2 separate regions of the Mus musculus genome follow, and region 2 is linked to region 1. A link is a contact called in public HiChIP or PLAC-seq data. All regions are on one chromosome and are shown on one strand. The core of a region is the stretch at or near the end of the contact, and the rest is flanking DNA. Distances in the headings are between cores, read along the strand shown.

Evidence for each region. HiChIP or PLAC-seq counts read pairs in DNA pulled down with a chosen protein or histone mark.
Region 2: an H3K27ac HiChIP or PLAC-seq map of regulatory T cells shows a contact between it and region 1, with 6 times the contacts expected there. The contact joins two enhancer-like sites. A contact is called at or near these places in 1 of 15 datasets of contacts at CTCF or cohesin (embryonic stem cells), 5 of 484 Hi-C or Micro-C datasets (B cells, embryonic stem cells, epidermal suprabasal cells and 2 more), 2 of 115 datasets of contacts at active chromatin or transcription factors (embryonic basal ganglia and regulatory T cells) and 2 of 9 other capture datasets (embryonic tail and embryonic trunk).

The regions. Positions count from the first base shown.
Region 1 is chr11:109,267,255-109,274,700 of GRCm38.p6, forward strand. It overlaps Rgs9 (regulator of G-protein signaling 9), which reads right to left. Exons shown (of 19, transcript NM_011268.2): 7 at 6,022-6,098; 8 at 1,669-1,750. Among named protein-coding and RNA genes, the nearest start is that of Rgs9, 27 kb to the right of the region's middle. Within about 2 kb of position 2,682, at least 84 of the 459 cell types and tissues checked have an H3K27ac peak or open chromatin away from gene starts, as enhancers often do. A contact at or near this core is called in regulatory T cells, where this site is marked.
Region 2 is chr11:109,856,406-109,863,851 of GRCm38.p6, forward strand. No RefSeq gene overlaps it. Among named protein-coding and RNA genes, the nearest start is that of 1700023C21Rik, 14 kb to the left of the region's middle. Within about 2 kb of position 4,391, at least 229 of the 459 cell types and tissues checked have an H3K27ac peak or open chromatin away from gene starts, as enhancers often do. A contact at or near this core is called in regulatory T cells, where this site is marked.

The DNA of each region.
Region 1 (7,446 bases), core at 1,432-3,931:
TGAAGAGCCACTTGTTCACTTCTCCCGACAGAAGCTAAGAACGTACACCAGGAAAACTAAGGAGAATTCTGGGTGGTCCGTTACTCATGTCCAGGGCGGGGGAGTGGGGGAGTCCTACGTGGCTCACTGAGCAGCCCGTCTGGCACTCACTCTGTGAGGACGGCAGCCACGTGGACTCCTACCATGGACTCGCTGCTTGCACAGTGGGAAAGCCATTCTCCACTCAGGAAGGATGGAAAATGGCTCACTTTAGAGCCATGAAGTACAGGGGCCAGCTCAGAAGGTAAGTGTGAACCTACCATTTCCTCTCAACCTCGACAAGCTGCATCTAAAACACAGAGAAGTCACAAAACAAGCTCTCTCTCCAAACATCCACTGTGGAGGCCCGGATGCTCTAGGACTCCGGGCTCAGTCTTCCACAGTCAACCCCCAGGAATCTGGGTCGGGAAGCTAAAAATCAGTTTTTTTCTTGAAGACGACCCCTGAAGCTAAGATCAACCAAGCAAGCTACTGAGGAATCAAGCCCAGAACATTCGCTTCAGCAAGACAACATTCAAATCGTGCACCATGGTGGCTACACCTTAAGAACAATCTGTTGGAGACAGACAAAGATGGGCAAGCCAGCCAGACTCTGAAAGGGAGAGTGGCCAGGCTTTAACACCATTCCTGACTCCATTCACTTCCTGTTCTGAGCATGTCTGGTCATTGCGAGGCAAGGTCAATAAAAGAGGAGGAGAAAGAACATTTGTTTTGATAAGAACATTTGATGCTTCACTTTCCGGAGTCTCTGTCAACCTCTCGCACTTTCTATAACCCAAGAGGGAAACTGAGGCAGCTGAGATAACTCTAGTGGAATGCTGGGAAATGAGACTGCCATTTCCTAATACCAAGCTGGGACAGGTTACATCCATTGTGGCCAACCTGTCTCTTGGAGCCAAGTTGGAGCCATTGGAAGTCCCAAAGTTGGGTTGTAGAGATGGCTCATGGGTAAAGAGCACTGCTGATCTTTCAGAAGAGCCAGGCTCCGCTCCCAGCACCATATACAGGTATGATCCAGAAACATCTATAACTCCAGTACCAGAGGATCCGAGACCCTTTTCTGATCTCTGGGGGGCACCAGGCACACACCTGGTGCACATACGTGCATGAGTGCAAACCATTCATACACATAAAATAAATAGAAGTCCAAAAGCCAAAGAAGCAAGGTGCTCCGAGCAATGAGAAGCTTGAGAAGCGTGCTCAGTCCTCCTGTCTTCCTCCCTTCCCAGCTGCTGACCTGGACCAGGGAGGAAAAGACAGAGCTGGAGATGCACAGGACATCTGTGTCTGTCTGTCTGTCTGGAGATGCACAGGACATCATCTCTGCTCTCAGTGTCTTGTTTTTTTTCTCATTCGGGACCTGTGTTCCCAGATCTTCTTATTTCCTTAAACCTCAACAACAAAAATTCCAAACCCTCACAAAAGATGAGTCGATTCCCGTTGCTTGGTACTTAACACTGACAGACAAGCTGTAAGGACCCCACCAAGAAGACACAGCACAAGGCAGCCCACACCAGATAATCCAGTTCAACTCTTGTTGGCGACAAGAAGGTGGGAAGCCAGAGGCAGCTGTGCTGCGGTGAGCACAGAATGGGGAGGAGTCAGGGGAGAAAGGGAAGCCTTACTTACCGGACTTCGGTGCACCAGCCAATACGCCTTCTCCTGGCAGTCCAGCGCGTACCTGTCGGCTTTGTTCCTTTCCTTTCCAGTCCTAAAACAACACAAAAGCTAGGCTCAGGGCGAGCAGTGCTTCACATCTTAAGGTCTAAGATGACCCCCATTCCTGATGACCTGGACCGCTTTCCCCACCTGCTCAAAGAATGTACATAAAAAACACAGCAAGCACTGCCAATAGCACATCACTCTTTTGCTCCGGGTACCGTTCCAACATGCATGGACTCATTCGATCCTAGCAACTTGGTGAGGTCCCTTTGTCTTGGTGGGCTCCTTAACAGTCTGTCACTCACTGTTAAGTACAAAAGATGAAGGAAGAGGAGGAGTGGAAGGCCCTGTATGTGGGGGCGGGGGGGGTGGGCTGCTGCATCCTCTCTGGGAATTGAGAATGTGTTCCACTTCTTCATGGTACTGGGCTGCATGACTTAGGTGCTGTCACCATGACCAGCTCCAGAATCAGATCTGTCACCAAAGTCACTACGAAGCGAGCAGAGATGATCATGTGACCCAGTGGCCTCCCTGACTTCATACTGGTTTCCCTGCTTCAGCAAACAAGATAATCAACATCCCAACAGGCAGATGGGTAACAATCCACACCAGAGCTATGCTGGAGCAACGAGTGTCTCAGGAAGTCCTATTTTTCTCCTGTTTGTCCTTCCCTGTCCCTCCAGTGAGGCGGTGACAAGTCATAGCCTTTTCTCAGTCCTGCTGGGGACTGTAAAAGGTTATCCTGTTTTGTCTAATCATCTCCCCTTTGCCACCGCAGGAGGAAGTGATGCCGGGCCTCCCCCTCCGGAAGGGAAGAAGTACTCATTATCACGCCAAGAGCACCAGTCCCACTTCCAAGGCTAGCTGTGCTCACATTTATTAACGTCTGTTTTCCCAGGCAACGGGCAACACGAGATGACGCAAACACCCTCCTCACACAGAGGTGGTGGATTTACTTCCTCGTTAATGTTCTGTGAAGAGCATAATAGCATCCAGAGAGCCAGATGGGTGAGCAGCGCAGCCATTCCAGGAGGGTGTTCTACCAACCTCCTCTGGAAATTAAATAGAAACATTGTTGCCCCTATTCCCCTTAACAACCTAATGGATTTTCTACCAGCGTAACCAGCCGGAGTCCTCGGGAGGATGGACCACAAGCACCCTGAGGTTTGCGTGGTTTCTATAATACTAGCCAGCCTTGTAAATGGAGCCCATCTTTAATGAGACCAGCTGGCCTGTCTGGACTTGCTCAGCAGCAGCACTGTGCGGAGGTCAGGAGAGCTGTGACAGATCCCAAAGAGCCAGTAAATAAGGAATTCATCGAGTTGCTCATGTGACTTTTTTTTTCACAATTCCATTTGTTTAATCTTCTGCTCATTCATGGATTTATTGATCTCCTACTATGTTCCAATTACTGGGAGTCAAAACATAGCTCCAGCCTTTGAGTGGTTTTTAGTCTAAGCGTTGCAAGAGTACTCAAGTAAATACAGACTTGCCTGTGGTGTTCGTACTGTGAGAAAACATTATGAAAACAGAAGCAAAATCAAAAACGGTCTCTGTAGTGATTCAGAAATGTGTCTCCAGGCCCTTCCTGTGGATGGAGGGGTCTGTTTCCCCTCCCGCTTAGAACCAGGTGGAGTTTTATGCTGACTTCCACCACTAGAGTGTCGGGCATAGCGTGTGTAATTTACGAGGCTGGGCCACAAAAGAATGAGCAAGTCACATAGCCACAAGAGGAGGAAAAAAAGGAAGAGGAAGAACACACACACACACACACACACACACACAGCGGGAGGGGCTCAGCATGACAAAAACTCTCTCTACAGGCAAGCCCACATGGCCCATCTAGTTTTGTGGTAGGATTCCACATCTAAAATCCATGAGTTAAGTCATGGAGTTAAGGGGACACTGGTGTCTCAGAAGAAAGGAGTCTTTTAGGAATTCCCTGTCCCACAGAGCCTCAAGTGAGGAGAGGAATCTCTGAAGAGTCTGGGTACTCAGACTTATCTAGGACTTCTGGAGGAGGAAAGTGGGAGCCACTGAGACAGCTCTGAGCGGCAGCTCCTGGAAGGGTTTTGTCAGGGTGTGGGTGGCTGAGATTGTCCCACTCAGAGCACAGAAGTAGCAGAGGGCATGGAGGGGCTGGGGAAAGAGACAATTCCATCTCCTTGCTCCTGGGCTCAGCTTAGGGCTGGAACCCACTAGAAACACAAAAGTGTTATGCTGAATAGAATTGAGTCATTCTAGCCCAACCAAGTGACCCTGACCAAGTAGTGTTAGCCTCTCCGAGCCTCCATTTCCCAACTAAAAAGATCAGGAGGGACAAGGACTATGACCCCGAGCCTTTCTGCCACACCAAGTTAAAATAAGATGGCACCTGTGAACACCAAAAGAAGCCTTGTAAACAAATGTCAATGGCGTGTTAGAAAGTTCCCTCCACGTTTCTTTGTCTCAAATACGTCAGACAGGAACAGGTTAGTGGCTAAGAAAGCAATGGCAGATCTCTCACCAGTGCCACATGTGAGCATGCCGGTCAATTGTTATTGTCAACTTGTCTGGATCAGAATTACCTAAGAGGCAACTATGTGGCCGTGCCCATGAGGGAGTTTCTAGAGAAGTTTAACTGAGGTGGGAAAACCCCTCTTGAACGTGGGCTGCACCATCACATGGTCTGGACTGAACAGAGACGTCAAGGCAAGCTGAGCACCAGTGCTTCCTGAGGGCGGCTGCAGGGGGACAGGCTGCCTCACGCTCCTGCCGTCATGATTTCCCTGCCGTGATGGACTGTGACCACAAAGTGTGGGCCAAAATAAACCCTTCACTCCTGCATACTATGACCTCACATTGGTTCCTAGGCTTGCCACCCTAGGTCCTGAAGTAAGAGAAGGCATGTCTAAGCTGCAGATAGCCTACAGTAGACATAAGACGAGCAAGAAATGAACCTTGTGGGCTGGAGAGATGGCTCAGCAGTTAAGAGCACTGACTGCCCTTCCAGAGGTCCTGAGTTCAAATCCCAGCAACTACATGGTGGCTCACAATCTACAGTGTACTTACATATAATAAATAAATCTTTGAGAGGGAGAGAGAGAGAGAGAGAGAGAGAGAGAGAGAGAGAGAGAGAGAGAGAGAGAGAGAGAAAGGGAAGGGGAAGGGAAGGGGAAGAAGGGGAAAGGGAGGAGGGGGAGAGGAAGGGGGAGGGGAAGAAGGGGAAGGGGAAGAAGGGGAAGAAGGGGAAAGGGAGGAGGGGGAGAGGAAGGGGGAGGGGAAGAAGGGGAAGGGGAAGGGGAAGAAGGGGAAGAAGAAGGGGAAGAAGGGGAAGAAGAAGGGGAAGAAGGGGAAGGGGAAGAAGGGGAAGAAGGGGAAGAAGGGGAAGGGGAAGAAGGGGAAGAAGGGGAAGAAGGGGAAGGGGAAGAAGGGGAAGAAGGGGAAGGGGAAGAAGGGGAAGGGGAAGAAGGGGAAGGGGAAGAAGGGGAAGGGGAAGAAGGGGAAGGGGAAGGGGAAAGGAAGAAAAAAGAAGTGAACCTTGTAGAATCTGTGAGTTGTTCAGTCTACATTTCACATTCTGCTCCAGCCACACAAGATGCCCACACAGGACACTCTACTGTCTCCTTAGTTCTACATGCCTGGAACATCCTCCCTTTCTTCCTCCTCACCCTTCCTCTCCACCCACCACCAACATCCTCCATAGCTTAGAGATTCTATTTCCACAGCTCCCTCTACAAACCCCTGCTCATCTCATGACCCTTATGTCACAGTACTGTGTGTGGCCTGTTCCTTCATCTGCCTGACCTGAGGGGCTGATGTTCCCTAGCCCCAGCCTGGTGTTTATCACACAGATGCTCATTCTAAGTTGGTTGTAATCAAAGGAAACGGGGGGGGGGGGGGGAATGGGATGCCCTGTCCGTTGGTGAAGTGTTCGCCTCCCAAGCATGAGGCTCTGAGTCTGATCTTCCAGTGCCCACCTAAAAATAGATAAATGTTTTAAGCTAGGCTGGTTTCATGTACTTGTAATTCCAGAATAGGAGAGGGAAAGACAGACAGATCCCTGGAGTTCTCTGGCCTGCCAACCTGGATTACTTGGGACTAGAAAGTTTCGAGTCAATGAGAAAGATTCATTTTCAGACAGTAAGGTAGTTGGCACCTGAAAGATCAGCAAAGTTATCTTCTAGCCTGAGTACACACAGAGACAAGCATAGACACACACCAATAAATAAATAAATAAATAAATAAATAAATAAATAAATAAATAAAACAAAGGAGCCAGGAAGGAGAGAGAAGAGACAGCCAGTAGAGAAAGAACTCCTGTGCCCACTTCACACTCACCGGTACTGCTCTTTGGCCTGCATGATGACAAAATCCCACTTGTAATTAATCTTCTTGTTCAAGAAATCATAATTTTCCTAGAGAAGAAAAACAAAATGAGACGGTAAGCTTCTTAGGATAGGCCACAAACAGCAGGGCAGAACGCATCAAGCCATCAAAGGGTACCCATGGCTCCCCATGGCCCAGCAACACCCACAGCATCAAAACAGCACCCATAAAGGGGGCCAGACAGAAGTCTCAAATGCCTTTGCAGCAGGTCTCTTTGCTTTGTTAACTGTGTCCCAGATCTAATTGGGAAGAAAGGAGGTGGATTGTGAGGGTGGAAATTATACTCAACAATGGGGCTCAAGAACCCAGAAAGTAAAACAAGCCTGGTGGCATGGGCCTGGGATCCCAGTTTCTCAAGAGGCTGAGACAGGAGGATCCAGCTTAGAAAATACAGTGAGACCCTGTCTCAAAGCAAACAAGTTTTTTAAAGAGCTGAGGATATATCTCAGAACACTGGCCTACTAGGAAGGAGGGATGGGGAGAGTAGGGCTAAGAAGGGAAGGAAGGAAGGAGAGTAGGGGAAGAGGAGGAGAGAAGGCCTTCCAAGTGTGTATGAAACCATCACAATGTAATACAATATTCTGCAATATTAATATATGCTAATGAGGAATTTGCAAAGATTAAGCCTGACTTGATGTGATGGATGGATGTGGATAGGCATGGACCAGTTTTAAAGAATTAAAATCCGTAAAAACCCTGATATACCAGATTAAAACCCTGACATACCAGATATGTCAGCCTCATGTCCTGGTTAATTTTTGCTGCCAACTTTACACAACCTAGAGTCACGTGGGAAGAGGGAATCCCAGTTGATCAGACTGGCTGTGGCACATATCTGTGGGGCATTGTCATCTGGGATTGTTAATTGATAAAGGAATCCCAGCCCACTTTGGGCATCACCATTCCTAGGCAGGTGGTCCTGAACTATATAGAAAGCGAGCTGAGCCTAGCCAGTGAGAAAGGCAGTAAACAGCATTATCCCTCCATGGTTTCTATCTTAGTTTCTGCCTTGATGTCCCTCAGTAACTGTGATTGGGAAGAATAAACTGAAAGTATAAGCTTTCTTCCCAGAGTTGTCTTATGGTCATGATATTTATCACAGCAATAGAATGAAACTAAGGTACCTTATGGAATTTCCGGCATGTCCTTTTGGGAATCTGATTCACTCCGCCAAAAATATGTCTTTCCTATTATTTTCACACCGCAAATTTAGTTTAAATATGTTAACTCAGAGCTGTGTGTTATTATGTATATTAAGTTATCTCGTTTGAGTGCAGCCAAAGGACCAGGATAGGCACAAAATCCCCAGTAACTACCAAGGCAAGGGCTCAAGTTACAGCAGGAGAGAACTGAAGCTATACATAGAAAAGGATGTGT
Region 2 (7,446 bases), core at 3,141-5,640, 590 kb after region 1:
CCTGCTCCACAATCTCAGGATTACAAAGGTATCTGAGGGCATGGCACCTGTCAACCCTTAGGATGCTCTACACAAACTCACAATCCAACTAATTCCAACTCTTCCCTGAAAGTTTGCTTAGCATGAGCTTGGTCAACTCCTGGAGTGAGAAGGGTGATCCTGTACATTGAATGTGGCTTAGCTCCCAAGTATTCATGTGCTGGAGGCTTGACCGTCAGTGTGGCAGTATGGAAAGTAGTTGAGTCTTTAATGAATAGCATCTCCTGGAAAATCCATAGGCCCACTTGGGGGCGTGTCTTCAGATTTCCCGCAGGACTCGTAGATCTCAAGAGAGGATGATGCTAAAAGTCTGAGCCTGGATCTTCTCAGCCTCTCTCTGGCTGTTCTATGATGTTGTGGCTTATTCCTACATAAGCACCTGCCATTATCTTTCACTGTGATGTGATGTAGCCAAGAGGGTCTCCTCTAGAGTTGAGCCACGTGCTGTCCCTTTGAACCTTTAGTATTGCAATAAGGGAACATCTTTTAAAAATATAAACAACTACTCTGGGGTATTTTCTTACAGCAATGTAAAACTGACTGATTTGGGTCTACAACCTAACCCATCGCCAAGCAGAGACTGAGGGACTTACAGGGCCTGCCATTCCAAAGGCACTAAGCGCAGAGTATGGCAGAATCTACTCTATTTTTATTTCAGGAAACTTGAAAATTATGTTGACAAAAAAAAAACCAAAACCAACTTGTTTATTTTCTAGAGGTTTGCACAGGGCGTTCTTTCTGCTGTCTGGAACCTTATCTCTGAAAGGGAGACAATTTATGGTGCGGTAGGCAGCAGGCGCTTTCGTTTCTCCCAGGCTGTGACAGTGTCCCGAGGCTCTGACACTGAGCTGAATGCTGCAGCAGCACAGATGTGGGTCAGCGTGAGTCAATGAGTGGGTGGACAGAAGTAAGAATGGTGTAAAAGGGAGAAGCTTGCTTGCTCGTCCGAAATTCAGGAAAGTCGGTGCATCTCTGAGTGCGAGTCAAGACTTGTATCTCTGTGTGTGTGTAAGTGTGTGTATGCATGTGCATATGTGTATGCTATACATGTGTGTACTGTGCGTGTGGATGCATGTGTGTGTATGCTATATATATGTGTGTGTATACATATTTCTATGTATGTGTGCACACAACTGTGTGCATGTATGTGTATACTGTTGTACATATGCCTGCATATATTTGTGTATGTATATATGTGTATACATGTGTGCATATGCATATGTCAGGAGCCATCGAGGATAGGCTAAAGTTAGCAGGTGGACTTCCTGGAGGTACCCCCCCCCCGCCACCCTACTTTTGCATGGTCTGCGATGGGTGAGCTCTATGAGGCAACATCCCAAAGAGACTTCATCACAAGATTACTTCTTGCAGCTGATATGCCTTTCCTGTCATTAAATGAATATAAGAATCCCTGAGCATTAGCCCACCCTATTAATCAGACTTCCTGCAGATCAACATAAAGATGAACTTTCATGAATTAATGCTGTTTAGATGAATTAATGATTCTATAGAATTCCTGCTTTGATTTAAATAATTTTAGGAGGAAAGTTTTAAGTGATGGTTTTAGATGTTTTGCTAGAAATATCTAATAAAGTTAGAATCAAGAATAGAATGTGCCCACTTCTCATATAGTAAGTAAAGGCTGCCTAATAAGAAATACAATGAATAGCCGGGCATGGTGGTACATGCCTTTAATCCCAGCACTCGGGAGGCAGAGGCAGGTGGATTTCTGAGTTAGAGGCTAGCCTGGTCTACAGAGTGAGTTCCAGGACAGCCAGAGCTATACTGAGAAACCCTGTCTCAAAAAAAAAAAAAAAAAAAACAACCAAACAAAAGAATGAGCTCTCATAATCACACTAAAAAGGGAAGTAGACTTGGGACAAATTGGTGTTCAAGGAAAAACATTTAGGTCCAAGGATAAAGCCTATGTGGACCTATGTGTGTACTGTATGAGGCAAGGTCATGGAAAAACTGTTGCTTTGAACTTATAATGATCATACCGAATGAAACACTGCTTTAAACATAATATCAACATCTGTCTGTAACTCCCATTTATGTAACATTTTACCTCTGGGGTAATATTCTAAGGATTTTTTTTTTAAGAACATATACATAGGCCACAGAAAAGAAATAAAGTTGTTGGATGGTTTGGCTTACAGGGCTCTGCCCTATCCATCTATTCATAAACCCACCCAAATGTATATGCCTGTTTGTTTATTATACATATGAAGGTATGTGTATGTATGTAAGCATGCATGAACACTTGTGGAGTTGATGAGACAGATGGTTGGGCCCAACCAGTGTGCATGTGCATGCGTGTATGTGTGTGTGTGTGTAAGAATTTATGTCTAAAAGCTATTAAAAGATAAAAGCAATAAATAAAAGGTGATGTAACCATTTCATCCGATGTGTGTTTTCTGTGTGGCTGACTTCTTATTTCTTTCCTGGTTTACAGAGTTAACCAGCCAAGTCAGTAAGGGGCTCCTGGATGCCTGGCCAGAGAAGGGAGCTCTAGCAATAAATCCTTTACCTAGTCACTAGTCATCTCTGTTAGCAACAAGTATCAATAGGTCCAGAGGCCTGCAGCTTCTGCCCTCAGAGTAACTTAAAATCAAGATAGGTAAATGCTATTATAGAAAGCAACCCTACTCTCTCGCAAGATCAAGTCTTGCCCCTGCCAACACTCTCCAGCACCACACACCTCACTACCTTCAAGAGAGAACCAGAGCTCCAGAGCTGGCCCCCAGAACATATATATGCATGTATATATGTGTGCATATGAGCATATGCATATGCATGTGTGTGTGCATGAATATATATGCCTTTGTGTGTGTATGTGTGTGCCCTTGCACGCCGGTGTTTGACATCAAATGTGTTCCTTTTAACCTTTAATCTTCCCTACCTTTAGAAAACACAATACTTTTATTTCTTTTGTGAGAATCCATCCATGCATACAATGTATTTTGATCACCCTTCACTCCTTCCCCTAACTCTTCCCAAGTTCTTGTTTTTAGCCACTGGTTGCAGTTTGAGCTGCCCACATACTCATGGGTATGGGCAATCCACTGGAACTTAGGCAACCTCTCAGAGGCCACACCCTTAAAGAAAAATGGAGTCTGTCACTCCCAGAAGCCATCTATTGCCCATGCTCCTTAGTAAGTGGTAGGCTTGTGAGTCCCTCCATGCTGCAATGCTGACTGTCGTGGTCCTGTGCAGGTCTTGTACAGGCAACCACAGCTGCTGTGAGTTCACCAGTGCAGTGGTCCTACCGTGTCCGGAACACACATTTGCTCCGGTCCTCCCTGACCTCTGGCTTTGATTCTTCCAAAATATTCCTTTATGACTGATGTAGCAAGATGCCTATGAGTCCACCTTAGTATTTGAAAAAGGGTCTCTAACTGAGCCTGAAAGTCACTGTTCCAACCAAACTGGCTGGTTAGTAAGATCCAGGGATCTTCTCATCTGTACCCCCCCGCACCCCCCCCCCCCGAGAATCATGGGCCATGCCAATTCAATGCCCAGCTTACATGGGTGCTGGAGAATCCGAACTCAGGTGCGCATGAGGAACACCAAGTGCTTCACCCACTAAGCCACGCCTTCAGCCCCAGAAGCCATGGCTTCTAACTCTGGCATTGACCTTACTCCTGTATCTGGTTCTGTTTGTTTCCTCATTAAAAGCAGAAATGTAAAAACCTGAAGGCATTTTAAACCGTTCATACTGAGATCACGTGACTTAGAGAAACCCATGAATTAAGACGTTTTGAGACCTGTGGCTAAGTTCGGGGCTTAAATGACAGGGTAGAGTTCTGACGGCCAGCAGATAAACCAAACGGTTGCACAGAGGCACAGACAGATCCTGTCCCCCAAAGGATTGTGGGCAGCAGACATCCTGGGCGCAGCCTGAGTCATATCCGGTGTGCAAAAACATGCAAGTAAGCAGGCTACAGATCTTGGGTTTGGGCGACCTCAGTCTTTAGAGCAACCTCGATGATCGAGAAAGAAAGAAAACACAGCAAGGCACAGCTGTCTTTTACTGTAGGGAGAATTAGAGAAATGGGATAGTCAAACTTCGACAATGACACCCCCCCCCCCCACGCCCTTTCCTGCTGGCCCAGGGGTTTCCCATTTCCCTGGAGGAATTTGTGGGACTACTTTTAGCTTCTGCAAGGGAGGCGGCGTCTGAACAGGGACTTTTCTAGACCACAAAGACTGTAAACTTGCCTTTACTGGCCCTCAGCAATCTTCTTGGCTTAAATTGTATGCCTCTGCAGCTGCTTATTCATTGCTAGCTTTGAAAACCCCTGCAAACACGGCTCTGGATCCGATCTTTTCTCCAGAGAACCTGGCTCGCTGGGATAGAGCAGGAGCGCCACCGTGTGGCTGTGTGATTACTGCCGATTCTTTTTGGATGAGATAGGATGATGGGACTGGCTCATTTTTGTTACAAGGAAAGCAGGGCATCAGGGCCTAAGTGGGTCTGTGGCATCCCAAGATGATTTTAGTAGGATGTTGGTACATCACTTAGGGATCTCCAGAGAAGCAACTCATGCATATGTGGGTAGTAGCAAGCATGAAACTAGTGGGATGGGCTGGCCGACTGCAATAAGCAAAACTAGGGTTACAGCTCTTATCTATGTATCCTATCCTGTCTGTCCATCTGTCTGTCCTATTTATTGTGGATTTTTACATTTATCTTTATTTTTACATATTCACAGGTGTGTGTGTGTGTGTGTGTGTGTGTGTGTGTGTGTGTGTACAGGTGCCCACGAAGGCCCAGAGCTGGAGTTGCAGGTGGTTTTAAGTCAGCCGACATGGATGCTGGAAATCAAATTCAGGCACACAAGAGAGCAGCATGCTCTCACAACCACTGAGACATCTCTTCAGTCCCTAGGGTTACCGTTTTGAAGCAATACCACTTTGTAAAGAGCACTTCATGTCAAGTGGGTTTTCCCAGCATCAGTTATGAAGCCACTGGAGAACAAGTCACTGGAGTTTTATAGCAGGAGGGATAAGATGTACTAATGATGTAACAGACATTGATATGTCTTTCTTTTTTATTTTTTGCACAAACCCATTAGACTTGAATGAAGGGCTCAGCTCATCAGAGACTTTCCCATGGAACTCACATGTGCATCTTCTTTGGTTTGAAACAGGTGGTCCTATATGCATTACTTCCTTTGCTCTTTGCTGTGGCTAAATACTTGGAGAAACAAAAGCTCCTTTCTTTTATTTTAGGTCACTGTTTCAGAGGGTTCATCCTGGCTTTTAGCCTCACATGCTTGGGTAGAATATTATCCTGGGGGGGGGGGGCTCAGTGGAGGCTGTTCTTTGATTCTTAGCAGACAGGAAACACAGCTAAGGGGATTTTTTTTTTGGGGGGGGGGACTGGCATATGTAATTGTGGCATAAGCCATGAAGCTTGGCAACCAAGTAAGGTTTTTTTTTTTTTTTGAGGATGGCCCACCACTTTGCATGGCTGTGACAGGTGAGCTCTGACAGGCATGGACCCCAGAGACGTCATCCCAGGATTGCTTCTCACCGATGTTATGACTTTCCCATCACTATTACATAGCCCAATGATTCCTGGGCACCAGCCCACCCAATTGGGCAAATTTCCTGCAGATCAACATGAAGATGAACTTTCATAAATTAGTGCTGTTTAGATGAATTAATGACTTTATAGAATTCCTGGTTTGATTCAAATAATTTTAGGAAGAAAGTTTAAGGAGACGGTTTTAGTCGTTTTGCCAGAAAGATGTAATATAGTTAGAATCAAGAATAGAATGTACCCACTCCTCATAGAATAGTAAAGGCTGCATAATTAGGAACACAATGAGCTTTCATAAATTACAGGAAAAAAAAGAGAAACAGGCTTGGGGCAGAATTGTGATCAAGGAAAAACATTCATTCTAGGTCAGGTGCAAGGATGAAGCCACAGGTATGCACCATGATAGAGCAAGGCCATGGGAAACTGTTGCTTTGAACTTATAATGAGCTTATAGAATGTAACACTGCTTTGAACTTACTACGGACATCCTTCTGTAACTCCTTTTTGTGTAACATTTTATCTGTGGGCTAATTTTATAAAGAACTTTTGTCTAAGGAGTTATAAAAAGGCTGAGAGGGAAAAAAATAGTGTGGCTGTTGTGGCTTTGCTCCATTCGCCAAATGTACATATCTGTAAATATGTGTGTGTATGTATGTGTCTGCATGTACACACATATGTAGGTATATGTGCATGTATGTAACTATGCATGTGCATTTGTGAAATTGATGAAACTGATGGTTTTGTGTGTGTGTGTGTGTGTGTGTGTGTGTGTGTGTGCGCGCGCGGGTGGGCATGGCTTACTTTTTATCCTATTTCTTTCTCTCTGGCTCATGAAGGGTTACTGAGCTCCTTGGAGCCTCTCAGGCCAGTCAGAGACGCCCCAGTCAAAGAGTAAAGAGCCCAAGTAACTAAGTTTCTTTTCTTAATCCCTTGCGGCCATCAGCAGGAGTTAATTGCCAGAAGCCATCAGCTTCTTCCCCGCCCCCCCCCCCCACCCCAAAGTAAGAGAAAGTAAATGGCCTGAGGTTATCAGCCTCTGGTCCACCTACTCACTACTCCACCTCAGTGCCTGAATGTTAGGATGGGACCCGAACACAAGTGGAGGCTGTGAAGTCCAACAATGGCTGTCTGTACCCTAGAGAGGCAGAGAAGATGGAAGCCTCAGGCGGCCAGTGAAGACGCCCACTCAGATGCTGATGGGAGAAGTCACTAGTGAGACTCAGAGACCATCGAAGCTGGAGTCAGCTTTCCAATGGTGATGGAAGCAATCACAGATCACCGCCCCCCCCCCCCCCAAGAACGATGCCTTCACATGCTGGCTGTCATCTTCCTCTTCTTCATCCCTACCTGTTGGGTAGTGCTGTCCACAGCCAGGGAGGGTCTTTCTCTCTCAGTTATCAGTCCACGTGTCAATCCTGTTTGCAGATTCTCTCCAGACATACTCATTGGCCTCTCTAGGTCCTGTCAAATGAACTGCTTGTGAGATGGCTCAGCAGTGAAAAGTACCTGACACATAAGCCTAATGATCTCTGGCGCCCCTAGTGGCAGGAAAGAACAGACTCCTGAAAGTTGTCCCCTGAGCTCCACACTTATGCCATGGAATATGCTCACACCCTTCACCCTACACTTATTAACTAATTAAAAAATTAAAAATTAAACTAATTAAAAATTAACTGTCACTCTATGCAACGGTGCCTTCAAATCCCATTATAAACGTAATCCCAAGCATTTTGCTTCATCGTCTTCTGCATACGTATCAAAGCACTGACATCCCTTTTCAACGCAATGGCCACTCCTGATTCCCAACACCCATGCGACTGGCTCACCTCCTGACCTCTTGTTTTCCTCACAGGAACTAT